Regions from separate parts of the Mus musculus genome. Here region 1 is linked to region 2. A link is a contact called in public HiChIP or PLAC-seq data. All regions are on one chromosome and are shown on one strand. Each heading gives the region's core, a stretch centred on a gene start, on an enhancer-like site or on the middle of the called end of the contact. The rest is flanking DNA. Distances are from core to core; before and after follow the strand shown.

The links. HiChIP or PLAC-seq counts read pairs in DNA pulled down with a chosen protein or histone mark.
Region 1: an H3K27ac HiChIP or PLAC-seq map of embryonic stem cells shows a contact between it and region 2, with 2.3 times the contacts expected there. The contact joins the enhancer-like site here to the promoter of 1700123J17Rik in region 2. A contact is called at or near these places in 5 of 39 promoter capture datasets (cranial neural crest, embryonic stem cells, frontonasal cranial neural crest and 2 more), 83 of 484 Hi-C or Micro-C datasets (2-cell embryo, 8-cell embryo, the AML12 cell line and 59 more), 7 of 115 datasets of contacts at active chromatin or transcription factors (acute myeloid leukemia, embryonic stem cells, large pre-B cells and 3 more) and 4 of 9 other capture datasets (adipose tissue, liver, macrophages and 1 more).

Annotation. Positions count from the first base shown.
Region 1 is chr7:126,299,112-126,305,762 of GRCm38.p6, forward strand. It overlaps the pseudogene Gm10155. Among named protein-coding and RNA genes, the nearest start is that of Sbk1, 30 kb to the left of the region's middle. Within about 2 kb of position 3,445, at least 5 of the 459 cell types and tissues checked have an H3K27ac peak or open chromatin away from gene starts, as enhancers often do. A contact at or near this core is called in embryonic stem cells, where this site is marked.
Region 2 is chr7:126,246,259-126,252,000 of GRCm38.p6, forward strand. It overlaps 1700123J17Rik (RIKEN cDNA 1700123J17 gene), which reads right to left and starts at 1,980. Exons shown (of 5, transcript NR_131046.1): 1 at 1,846-1,980. It also overlaps a transcript of Sbk1 not described here.

The DNA of each region.
Region 1 (6,651 bases), core at 2,195-4,694, 54 kb after region 2:
ATTAAGTGGGACTGTAGAGGGCACTTGCTGCTCTTCCAAAGGACCCACATGGTGACTCACAACCACCTATAACTCCGATTTCAGGGACTCCAACTTTCTCTACTGGCCTCCAAGAGCAGCAAGCAAGCATATGGTGCATGTACATACATGCATGCATACATACATACATACATACATGCATGCATGCATGCATGCTTTTGTATAGCAAGCAAACAAAAAAATCCAGACATACTAAAAAATAAATATTTTTTGAAATTTAAAATTAAGTGTAAGAATTTTTTTTTCACAGTCCTGGTGCTGGTATTTTATTTCTTTGTGTCCATTAGGCCATGAATTCGTATGGAATGGGCTCCAACAGCTCAGGCTCTTTTCCGTTAGTCCTCACAAAGTGTGCTTCTCTGGGTGGCGCAGGCTGGTGCTTCAGCTGCACCCAGGTGCCCTTCTCTTTGGCTTCCTTTTTCTTCTGGTTGTTCTCCTTCACCCGCTTCAGGAAGCTGTCTCTGCTCTTTGAGTGCTTGATGTGCTCAATCCGCACATTGATCCTCTTGGCCAGAATTTTGCCCTTAACCTGCTTGTTGACAATGATGCCCACGGCATGCTGGGTGACACTGTAGACTCTTCCGGTTTTGCCGTGGTAGCACTTATGGGGCATTCCTTTTTGAACAGTGCCCATTCCCTTGATGTCTACAATATCACCCTTCTTGTAGATTCGCATGTATGTGGCCAAAGGAACAACGCCATGTTTCCTAAAAGGCCTAGAGAACATGTACCGGGTGCCTCTCCTCTTTCCCTTTGTGTTCGTCATTTTGGCGAGTTACTGGAAGATGGCTGCCAGAATATTTTTTTCTTAAAGAATTTCCCTTTGCAAATGAAATCATAAGGTAGTTTATAAGGTCGTTTGCTGAGCTGTAGGGTAAGAGGGCTGTTGGCTTAACTCAAAGGCCATGAGTACTCTGGTTCTGGGTAGGCATTGTATGCTTATCCTTTCCGCCTCTTGCTCGCGATATCTATAGGAATGGAGACTCTGTACGCTTAATCAGTTAATCAATTAATACAATTAATCAGTCGTATGGGAGCTTCTGATTCCCACCCACATCTGGGGTGTGGGGCTTCTTCCCTGTCCATGTCTTTACTATCTTTCAGTCAGCCGCTAGGTCGTCCCAGTGAAAAGAATCCGCAGTCTTACCAGCGTGGCCAGCCTCTGGTCCTCCCACACCTCAGATCCAGTAGGCTTTGGTGACACAGCCAGTCTTCTGGTGGGACAGGCCAGCAGTGTGAAAGAGGTTTATTTCTCAGAGAGCCAGAGTTGTATATCATTTTGAGACAGAACCAATTGGTCAAGACAGATATTCCCAGACAACTGAGAACAAAGAAGAATGCCGTGAGCCAGGGAGCCAGGAGTCAGTCACTGGAGGTAGCCATGGTGGTGGGATGCCAATGAGAGCTCATGTAGAAGGCTTAGGTCAGGTCAGGTTAGGACAGTGGCTAGTGAGTCTGCCGCCTCAGGATAATCATTGGAGACTTGATACTTCCAAGCCCAGCATCAGCCAGTGGGCTAGACTCTGAGCTGGTTGTCTGCTGTGAGGTTCACTGCCTCAGTGGCAAGGACAACTAAAGCTCTGCAAGCTTCTTGGCATGTGCCACCTTGGCCTTCTAGTAGGGCATGTGATGCTGAGCAGGTCCTGAAAGTATGGAGACAGCTCTAAATGTCCAGATCTCTGTGTGCCCATCTTATTTCCTCTCTTGGGGAGCCTAACTCAGGAGGGTGGGAGACTCTGCCCAGCCCTGGATACTAAGCTAAGTGTGGGCACAGAGGCTCTTGATATACAAAGGGAAGCTAACTATCCTAATTTGCTTTCCTGCTGCTGTGATAAGCTATGATCAGAAGCAGGTCAGGGTGCAGGGAGGGGTTTGCTTCAACTTACACCAGGTAACAGTCTTTCCTTGAGAGAACTCAAGGCCGGAAATGGCAGCAGAAACCTAGGAGGAAGACTGCTGACGGGCTCCATCTCTGGCTAGCTCTTGCTTGCTCTCTGCCAGCTTTCTCGTACAGCATAGACCCACCTGTCAGGTGTGGTGCCACCCCCGTAGGTGTAACCATCAGTCAAGATGAGGCTCACAGCCATGGCCACAGGCTGATCTGATAAAAGCAGTTCTTCAGCCCGTTCCCTCTTCCCAGGTAGCACTAGGTTGCTGAAAAAGCATGTACCACTCTTCCTTTCTCCTCTCCCTCTTTATAGCATCCTTCTCCACTCTTTTACCTTTCTTCTATTTCACCTTTTGCTCTCCCCCATCCGCAGCTCCCACAGCCTTGCTGAGGGAATGGACACACTGCTCTTTCTCTTTCTCTGTTCCAGCCCACCTTTACTTCATTTGTTTATACACTGACCCTAAAGGACTGTGCATGTGTTCCTTACGCATGCTTGTGTGTGCATACGGTGGCAAGAGCAGCCACTCAGTGCCTCAGACCCCCGTGGTCCCTTGTCTGCATAGAACAGGTCTCTAGTTGCAGGTGGACAAGGAGTCAGCGAAATGAATGACAGACAGACACGGACGCAGCACAGGATTGTGTAGAATCTGAATGTAATTTGTCAGGTCGAGCATCGAACTTTTTATACAGAAGAATAACAAGAAACCAGACCATATACATCCGCTGAGTTACAGTGACACAAAACATAAGGAATATATACATCAAAAGAAGGTGGGGACCAGGCCACTGCCACTAAGAAGGGAGCCAGGTGTAATGCTAGTCTATTGTTAAGCCCACCACCAGGGGTTCTTAGTAAATACCAGATTTATGCTGTTTCTTTGGGCCTAGTGAAGAAACCTGTCTCAGGGGGATTCCCTAACTCTTTCATGGTAAACCCACCTATTTGCTAGGCCATTGTGTATTCCCTTGTCTGGCTAAGACTGACTATTGTCTCAAGTAAACACTCTGCAGATCAGCCCTGAGCTATTCCGGCTCCGTTGTTTGTAATGCCTAATTAGTTTCACCTTCTCTACTAGAAGTAAATTTGAATGTTACTGAATAGATAACCTTCTTACTGAATTCCTACTGAATTCCAAGTTTGTCGGCTTCAAGGATTTTCTGGGACGTTGGAACACTGGCGAAGGCTTAGCTATGTCAGAATCCAATCTTAAAGGGCACTTATAATAAAATAATACTAAAAGAGAGCACATGGATCCATACACCAGACTAACGCGGGGATAGGGTATGAGTATACAGGTTATGAGAATGCCAAGGTTCCAGGAGGTGAGTTTCTCTGAAACTCTTTGCCTTGTGAGTGCTTCCAGGCTTCTCAGCCTGTCAAGCAGACTACACTGGAGTGTGCGTAGCACCTCAGAGGACTTCCTTTCTCACGAGCACCTTATGGCCTTGAGGCAGGGTCTCTCACTGTACCAGGTCATCAGGTTTGGATAGACTGGCTGGGCAGCGAGCTCTTGGGATCTGCCTGCCGCTTATCCTAGTGCTAGGATTGCAGACACTAGCCATGCCTCTATGTGGGTGCTGAGGGTCTGCAGAGCAGCCACTCTTACTCACCCACCTAGCTTCCCAGCCCCCATCTTCAAAATTAGAATTTCTTTGACAATTTTATACATGGGAACAATGCATTCTGGTCATACACCTGCTCCACTATCTCTTTTTATTGTCATTTTGTGTAGATTTTGCTTTATGACCATGGGCATGGGTGTGGAGCTGCCCCTTGGAATAGTAACTCATCAGAGGGTACACTACTGAAGATACTGACTTCCTGACCCCATTAGCTTACCTGGGTGGGACAAAGTCCGACGAGCCTCTCTCTGTCTGTGACTGTCCTTGTCTGCAGGCTGTGCTTGTGCAGGTCCTACGCAGACAGCCACAGATGTTCATGAGTGTCACAATCCATATCATAAGATAGCATTTCATGGCCTTCCTCCCTCCGGTCTGGATCTTATATTCATTTTGCACCCTCTTCTGTGATGTCCCCTGATCCCTGGAGCTGGTGATGTGGGTGTGTCATTTAAGGTGGAACAGCGATGTGGGTGTGCTATTTAAGGTGGAACACTCAACAGTCACTTGCTCTCAGCACTTTAACCAGCCACAGATTTCTGAATTAACCACTGATTGCAACAAAGAGAAGCTTCTTTGGTCATGGCTGATGGTAGCACTAGTCCGTGGTGTATGTATAAATATTTAGGAAGCAGCTTGGCAGCATACCCACTTAGCAAAACTAAGCAGACTCAGCCCCAGTGCCATGACCTCTCTTCTTAGCCCCTAACCATGTGTTCAGTACTAGGAACGAAGTCCCTCCTGTGGACCAGGACTCAGATCAAATAAAAAATACTGTGATTAATATTAATAAATAAGGTCACCCCCTTAACCATCATGTCACCATGGCACCAGTGAGCTTGACAAGTTGGCACTGTAGCATGTAAAGTTCCAAGTTAGAAAAAAAAAAGATTTCTGGGTTTTCTCCCCCAGCTGCCTTGATAGCACTTTCCAGTCCTGTGAAGGGTAGCCAACCATCAGTGAGGGGAGGCTTCTGTCCAGTTCCAGCATATTCTCCAACCAGCATGTGTGGTGTCTTCTGCAGTTTGCATTTTCTTATCAGACAGTTCTGGAGATCAATCAAGAGTAATGGCCATTGGTGGCTCGGTAGGAGCTCTGGAGCCTTTATGGCCAGCAACTCCCATATCTGCTACAAGGGTTGTTGTTTAGTAACCCATGGTCTCTGGGGTTGGTAATATCCTCCCATGTGTAGTGCTTCTGTTCAAAGTCGTTTTAAAAAGCTGTGTTTTAAGATTATCGTATAAGGTAGTGGGTTTCCATGTGCCTTTTTTTTTTTTTTTTTTTAATGGGTTTTCAAGACAGGGTTTCTCTGTGTAGCCCTGGCTGTCCTGGAACTCACTCTGTAGACCAGGCTGGCCTCGAACTCAGAAATCTGCCTGGATTAAAGGTGCGTGCTACCACTGCCCGGCCCATGTGCCTTCTTTACAGTCTTGGCTTCTGTTTAACCCTTCCTGACTCTGTGTTCATCCACCTCAAGCTTCAGCACTCGGTAGCATCCTCTGTTTCCATAACACATGTGTTCAATAATGCTCCCCGGTAAGGCCGCCTCTGCCCGTGCCAGGGCCCCTTTCTCCCTTTCCGGTCTTCACAAGCATCCTAAGTTAAACCAGCAAATCTAAATGGAAGCTGGGATGATGCACATGAGAGGGAACGCGTGGCTCTCGACATCTGAGGCCTGTATTACTGTGTTCTCTGTTGCTGGGATAAAAACCATGACCAGCGGCAACTTGCAGGGAAACAGGCTTATTTGGCTGACGGGTCACACTTCATCATCGAGGGAAGCAAGGCCAGGAGCTCAAGTAGGACCTGGAGTAAGAGCTGATGCAGAGGCCATGGGCGATGCTGCTTACTGACTTGCTCCTCGTGGCTTGCTCTGCCTGCTTTCTTATAGAACCCAGGACCAGCAGCCCAGTTCTTGCCTTGAGTTCTTGTCCTGACTTCCCTCAGTGATAGAGTGTGACCAGAGAGAGATAAGATGGAAGAAACCCTTTCCTCCCCAAGATGTTTTGATCACAGTCTTTATCACAGAAATACATCTATCCCCCAGAATGTCCTCTTTCACTAGGGAAATAAAGACCAAGTACTCCTCGTGTATGTGTGTGTGTGTGTGTGTGTGTCTGTCTGTCTGTCTCTGTGTGTGTCTGTGTGTATCTCTCTCTCTCTGTGTCTGTGTGTGTCTGTCTGTCTGTGTGTGTCTCTCTCTCTGTCTCTCTGTGTGTCTATTTGTCCATCTGTCTGTCTGTGTGTGTGTCTGTCTGTGTGTGTCTCTGTCTGTCTGTCTCTCTGTCTGTCTCTGTGTGTGTGTCTGTGTCTCTCTGTCTCTGTGTGTGTGTGTCTGTGTCTCTCTGTCTCTCTCTCTGTATGTCTCGTCTGTCTGTCTGTCTGTGTGTCTCTATCTCTCTCTCCCTGTGTATGTCTGAGTGTGTGTCTCTCTGTATGTGTCTGTTTGTGTGTGTGTGTATGCACGTGCACACATGCACACACGTGCGTGTATAGTTTCTCATCCTTAGGATAAGCTTGGTCCTTTTAACCTTCACCTTTATGTCCATATCCTCCATTGCAGCCCGTTGTCTCCAGTGGCTGGTGTGTGTGTGTGTGTGTGTGTGTGTGTGTGTGTGTGTGTGTGTGTGTGCCATGAATTAAGATGCACCTGGAGCACTATTTATCAAAGCCCAAATATTTTGTACATTAGTAGGACACATGAATTCATTATTCCAGGAAGCCTCTGATCAGCGTGCATGGCTCTCACTTGACAACCATGGCCATCTCATTAACAGGGCATCTGGAACAATTTCTGCCCTCAGAAGGTCCCCTTTCCTCTACAGCAGAAGGACCATCTGTGCCTCTCTACTTTTCACTCCTGTTTTTAACCCTTTGCTGAGTCAGGCCTCCACACCTTCTGCAGCACAGCATTTAACTTCTATCCTCCTTGGAACTCTCACACAAATTTTATCATGCTTGTAATTCAGACAAGACCCGTGACCTGCCTTCTCCTTACTTTAGTTTCTCCCAAGTGCTCTAGCATCTTACAAATTTGATTCATAGCCTGTCTTGATAGCTCAGATCTGCCGGAACCTTTCCTACTTTATAAAGATCCCATC
Region 2 (5,742 bases), core at 730-3,229:
TCCACCACCCTGTCTCCTGTCCCTTCCTATTCCATGGCCCCCTTCTGAAGGGGCACCCTATCAAGTTTGCATATCAAGAGACCCAAGGTTAACCCTTGAAGAGGGAAAGAGGGAAGAGAACCCCCGAATATCACAACCTTAAGGGAAATGCTGCTCCTTTCTGAACACGTTCTCTTCGGCTGTGCAGTGTAGTCCAGTGTATGTCTGTAAGCCTGTGGCTCCAGTCAGGGACAGAAATAAAAAACAACACATCGAATCTGCCACAGAGCTTGTGGAGGACCCAGGGCCCCCAGATCATCTCCCCAGCTCAATCTTGAGTACGCAGAAAGAAGCACCTACTTGGGACAGGCCAATTCATAGCCGGTGCTCCATCCAGAAGAGTAAATAAGAAGAGGCTGTCAAAGCAGACAGCACAGAAAGAGACCCTGTCCCCAGAGGCAGGTGTGGATTTCAGTGTCAGGGAAGCCTCCACAGGAGAGTCACGAGTTCAAGGCCAGCCTGGGCTACACAGTGGGGTGTCAGGAGGAAAAAGAAAGAGAAGAAGGGGAAGAGAACCTGGGAGGATTGGTTAGGGTGAACACCTCTTAGGCTAAGCAACAAGGAAAGCCCAACGTCCCATTCAAACATGCTAGGTTGGCAGAGCTGGATCCTGGCCCCAAGCTGCTATCTGCCAACTTGTCCTTTGTGCACTGCTCAGGAGCCAGCCCTTTTTTTTTTTTCTTGGCCTAGGAGGTCTAGACCTGTTCTTCCAGCTAGTGAAACTCAGTTCAGACAGTCCTTCCAGGCTTCTAACTCTCCATCTCCAACCGCCCCCGACACACACCAGGTTCTCAGCCTCAAGACAAATTCCCACTTCATCTCCCATACACCCTCCCTCTTCTTCATCACCCTACAGTGAGCAGAGTGGCTCAGAACAAACACTTCCCACGCCTCTGACCATGTTTATCTCTTCCTGGTTTGTAAGGCTCTGTACAACCCTGTCATCTTCTCTGATGGTCTTGCCCCGCCTCTTGATCCCCCAGGAAAGCTCTACTCCATACCAAAAAAAGCCAGCTTAAAGACCTTACCTGCCTCTCACTCACCTCCCCAAATGGCCCCTGGTGCCTATGTTCCTGCAGGAAGGCTCTCCCCTAGAGTCTAGATCTTCAGTTGGCTCCTCCCTCTCCTGTAGGTCTCTGCTCTGATGGCACCTTGTTGGAAGTTTGTTTTTTTTTTTCTTCCTCAAACCCCCTTTCTAAGTACCTGCCTGTCCATCCCAGCCCTCCTGCTTAACTCCCCTCCCACCCCGCCCTTTTCACAGCCTGATTTCTTTATCCTTTGTTTCCTCTGCTCCCAGGGCCACTGGAATGGTTGTCTGTGTTGTCAGTTTCTGCACAGGTGAGGTCCCAACTGCAGGCAGTGCCCTGGGCTTGCCTGGGGGAAGCACCCTTTCTAATTCATTGGTCCCTGTACAGACCAGCCACAAGCCCCTTGACCGCCTCCTGTTGGGGTACAAGCCCAACCAAGGGAGGAGGAGCCTCTGTGTCCCGCCCAGTGCCTGATAAATACACAATGATGCTAAGGAAACAGGTAAATAAGGCCCACTCTGGTACACACACACACACACACACACACACACACACACCCCAGCTGAGCATACTAAACAATGTCTGCCTCACCCCTGGCTCCCATTCAAAGTGGTCATGCAATTGGACCCAGACTCAGAATGCTCATTTCTGGGAATGTGGAGGGACTTGGTTACTTGACAGTGTAGGTGTGAACTGAACGGCTCTGGGGGTGGGGTAGGGGGTAGGGGGGATGGTCCCTGGAGCTCAGAGCTCTGAGTCCCACCCAGATCCTCCCTACCTGTGCATGGAGGGTCTAGGTGGCACAGGACATCTGACCAAGCCCCAGGGACTGTGCAGCATGGGCTCGCAGGCAGGAGGTATTGCGGAGTGTGTGCTAGCACACCAGGCTCCCAGCAGAGGCGTGGTCCTTGCTTCCCTACAGTGGCCAGCCGCAGCCTCCTAGCTCTGGCAGAGAAGGAGTTAACTTCCAGGCTTCTCAGCGTGAATGTGGAGCTATTAATACCCACAGCCCAGCCATCTACAGCCACCACAAGGCTGAGCCCCAGAGCTGAGGAGAGAGATCGGGGAGCAGGGCAGCTCCCAGGCTGGCCAACCAGTACCTGACTTCAAGGGTCAGAACTTTTTCTGGGGACAGTGTAGACTCTGTGTCAGACTCACCTGACCCTTGCCTACCCCCCAGCTTCAGGTGTCAATCGGCTCTCCCGCAGGCCACTGAGCTACTTACTCCAGCAGGGGAGGACAAACTTTGTCAACCACCTCTGTGCCTGCTGGTCACCTAGGAGGAACAGATTGCTGGACAGACAGACAGAAGGCTCACACTCCTGCCTCTGGCAGGCATCCGCAGAGTGGACAGCTAAGGTGCTGAGGACTTCCCCAGAGGCAGCGATAGGACCTCGGTCCACTGCCGGCCGGCCACCTCTTGAGTCCAGGCAGCTGATAACTGCTGTTCAAGTGCAGATCCCGTGCCTCAGGACAGGAGCCCCAAGAGAGCCACAGGCTCTTCCACCCACCGAGGCAACGGGTAACGTGGGCGAGAAGGCGCAGGTGGCAGGTAGGCAGGTCCGGGGTCCTGAGGCCGACAGGCTGCTGACCCTGGAGCACACTGGCTCAGAGAACCGCGTCCTGTCTGGGGATGATGCTGTGGCGGCCACCAACAGTCACCCCTGCCCTGTCCTGCGGCTGCCTCCTGCCTGGCCCCTGGGCTGTACAGCTGATGATGTGCCAGCCTTCTGCCTGGTCTGCTTCCACAGAGAGGAGGAGGAATTGGAGGAGGTTCCACTGCAGAGGTCAGTCCTGGGGTGGGCAGAGGGCTGGAGGGACCACCATGCAACCTTCCATGCAGGAACTTAGGGGCCTGGTGATGATGTTTATGGGACCTGTCTGCCCAGGCTTACTACCCCCTCCACCTTCCCGCTGAGCTCTCTGGCTGTCACCACAACCTTCCCATTCCTCCCACTCTGGCCCTCGAGTGACTTGCCTGTCCCTTCACTCCCATTGTGGTCATGTCTTGTCCCCATTTAGAGACCTCCATGGTTCCTCAGTTCCTAAACAGAAAGTCAGCACTCGGCATTCAAGACCTGTCTGATTGGGTTTAATGCCCCATTTCACTCTGTTCACCAATATTACCAGGGAATACTCTGGCTCCCCTCCACCCAGGCCCAGCTGAAATGTCTCTTCTTTCAGGAAGGCCTCCCAGAAGACACGGGCCCGCTGATCTAAGAGCCCCTTGCACTTCTAGCATCACACTGGCATTTAACATATGCTCAGTCTTTGTTGAATTAATAAGTGAAAATGTGTATGTGCACATGTGCACATGTGTGCATGTGTGAGCGCTCATATATGTGGAAAGGAGGGGAGGGAGAGAGAGAGAAGATGAAGGTTTCTAAGGTTGGGATTGTGTATTTGTGGGAGAATGTGTGTGACTGTGTGTACAGGTTTGTGGGAGCAGATGGGAGGACCTTTGGGATGAGAGGAGCTATGCATGAGGCCAATGCCTAGGCACTGACTGCTATGCCCCCCGACCCTCAGGGAAACCCTGGCCCCAGCCAAGTGTGACCTGGGCCACACTTGTGAATACACAAGTCAACAGGGTCACCTCTGCTCCAGCCCAGCCTGCTCAAGCCAGTGCCACTGTGGGAAAGGCGAACACAGGGCCAAGCTAGGGTCTTGTCCGTGTCCATTGAAGAATAGGAGGAGAAAATGTGGGCCCCTGCATCCTGGACCAGGTGCCTCTCATGAGTATATTGGACCCTGCATCTGTGGTTTCCCCGCTAGGGACCTCTATGTCCTCCTCTGTGAAGTGGGAGGATGCTTTCTGCCCTGGTTGCCAGCTGACCATGCAGTGACTGGACAGACACCTGCAGAGCGCCAGGCTTCAGCTGGGGCCTGGAATCTTGGCACAGCCCTGGTGAGGTCTGCTGGCAGACAGGTTGGGCAGAGATTGAGGGTACAGAGAGTGGGGACACAGTGCCCATGAAGTCAGGATGCAAGATGGACCACTTCTTATTACAGAGACCACAGTATATTCCACCAAATCTATCTAGGAGTACAGATGCCTCTCAGGGAATGAGGGAGGCGTAAGAAAAGGTATCAGTGGGCTGTGGGGCGGCAAGGGTGAAGATTGGTGGTTTGGAAAAGTAACTGGACAGGGATGGGTTGAGGTTGGCAAAGACAGTAGTATCAGATCGCATAGACCTGGACTTCTGAGTTGAGCATTTGAGCAGCCATGGAGGGCTGGAAGCCAAACAGGCGAGTTAGGAGACTCAGTGAGGCTTAGATGGGAGACACTGTTCTTTACGCCACAGAACTCCACACCGCCAGTGTGGCCACTCTTTATAGTGGAGGCTTGGAGTGCTTGGCAAATGACTGCGTCAGCCAATGAAATGACACAGGAGGCGGGGCCTTGGCATCATCTGCTGTGGTTGTCTGTCTTCTCAGTGTCTCTGTCTGTCTTCTCAGTGTCTCTGTCTGTCTCTGCATCTGTCTGTCTCTCTCTGTGTCTCTGTCGATCTCTGTCTCTGTCTGTCTATCTCTATGTGTATGTGTACCTCTGTGTGTCTCTGTATGTCTCTCAGTGTCTGTCTCTCCCTGTCTCTCTCTGTATCTCTGTTTTTCTTTGTATCTGTTTGTCTCTGTCTCTCTGTGTGTATCTCTGTATGTCTCTGTCTCTCTCTGTGTCTGTCTCTTAGTCTTTCTGTGTTTGTCTCTCTGTCTCTCCCCGTCTCTCTCTGTCTCTGTCTTTCTCTGTATCTGTTTGTCTCTGTCTGTCTCTCTCTGTGTGTACCTCTGTGTGTCTATGTCTCTCTCTGTGTCTCTGTCTCTCTGTGTGTCTCTATCTCTGTCTCTCCCTGTCTCTCTCTGTGTTTCTGTTTTTCTCTGTATCTGTCTGTCTCTGTCTATCTGTCTCTCTCTATGTGTACCTCTGCGTGTCTCTGTATGTCTCTGTGTCTATCTGTCTCTCTGTGTTTGTCTCTGTCTCTCCCTGTCTGTCTTTCTTTGTATCTGTCTCTGTCTCTCTCTCTCTCTCCCTGTGTATCTCTGTCTGTCTCTCTGTGTCTCTGTGTGTGTCTCTCTCTGTGTGTCTATTTCCTTGTCTCTCTGTCTCTGTTTTTCTCTCTCTGTCTCTCTCTCTCCTTGTCTCTGTCTTTCCGTGGGGATGAAACCCAGGGCCTTGCACGTTTATGTTAATGTGCAAGGTTAATTCTAGGTTAAGTCTCAGCCCTGAGCTGACTGTCAACAGCACACAGTCAAGCCCTGCCCCGATGTCCCCTTGCTTCAGGTCTTGGAGCAATGCTTATACAATCAATCCCTACCAGTGAGTGACTCAGGAAGCCCCAGGATGAGGGTCGAGCATTAGGGCCAGGATCTTCTGCCCTTTCTCCCTCGCCTTTCCTCCACCCCACCTGCAGCTTTGGGGATTCCTTTGTAGCAGAGGTCCCTTCTCTCCTACTCTGGGATGTAATGGCCTACGTTTGTAGGGGCTGCTATACTTTCTAACTAATGGACTCTGGCTCTTTAAGGTCTAGGGAGGGGACATTGCCAGGCTGGGCAGAAATGGTGACCACAGGTGCCAGGTGGTGAAGCTAAAAATACTGAGTGATGTGGACAGCCAGGCTGTGGGAGCCAGGCAGAGCTGACTGGGAGGGCAGAGAGACTGGGTGAGGTCACCTTGGAC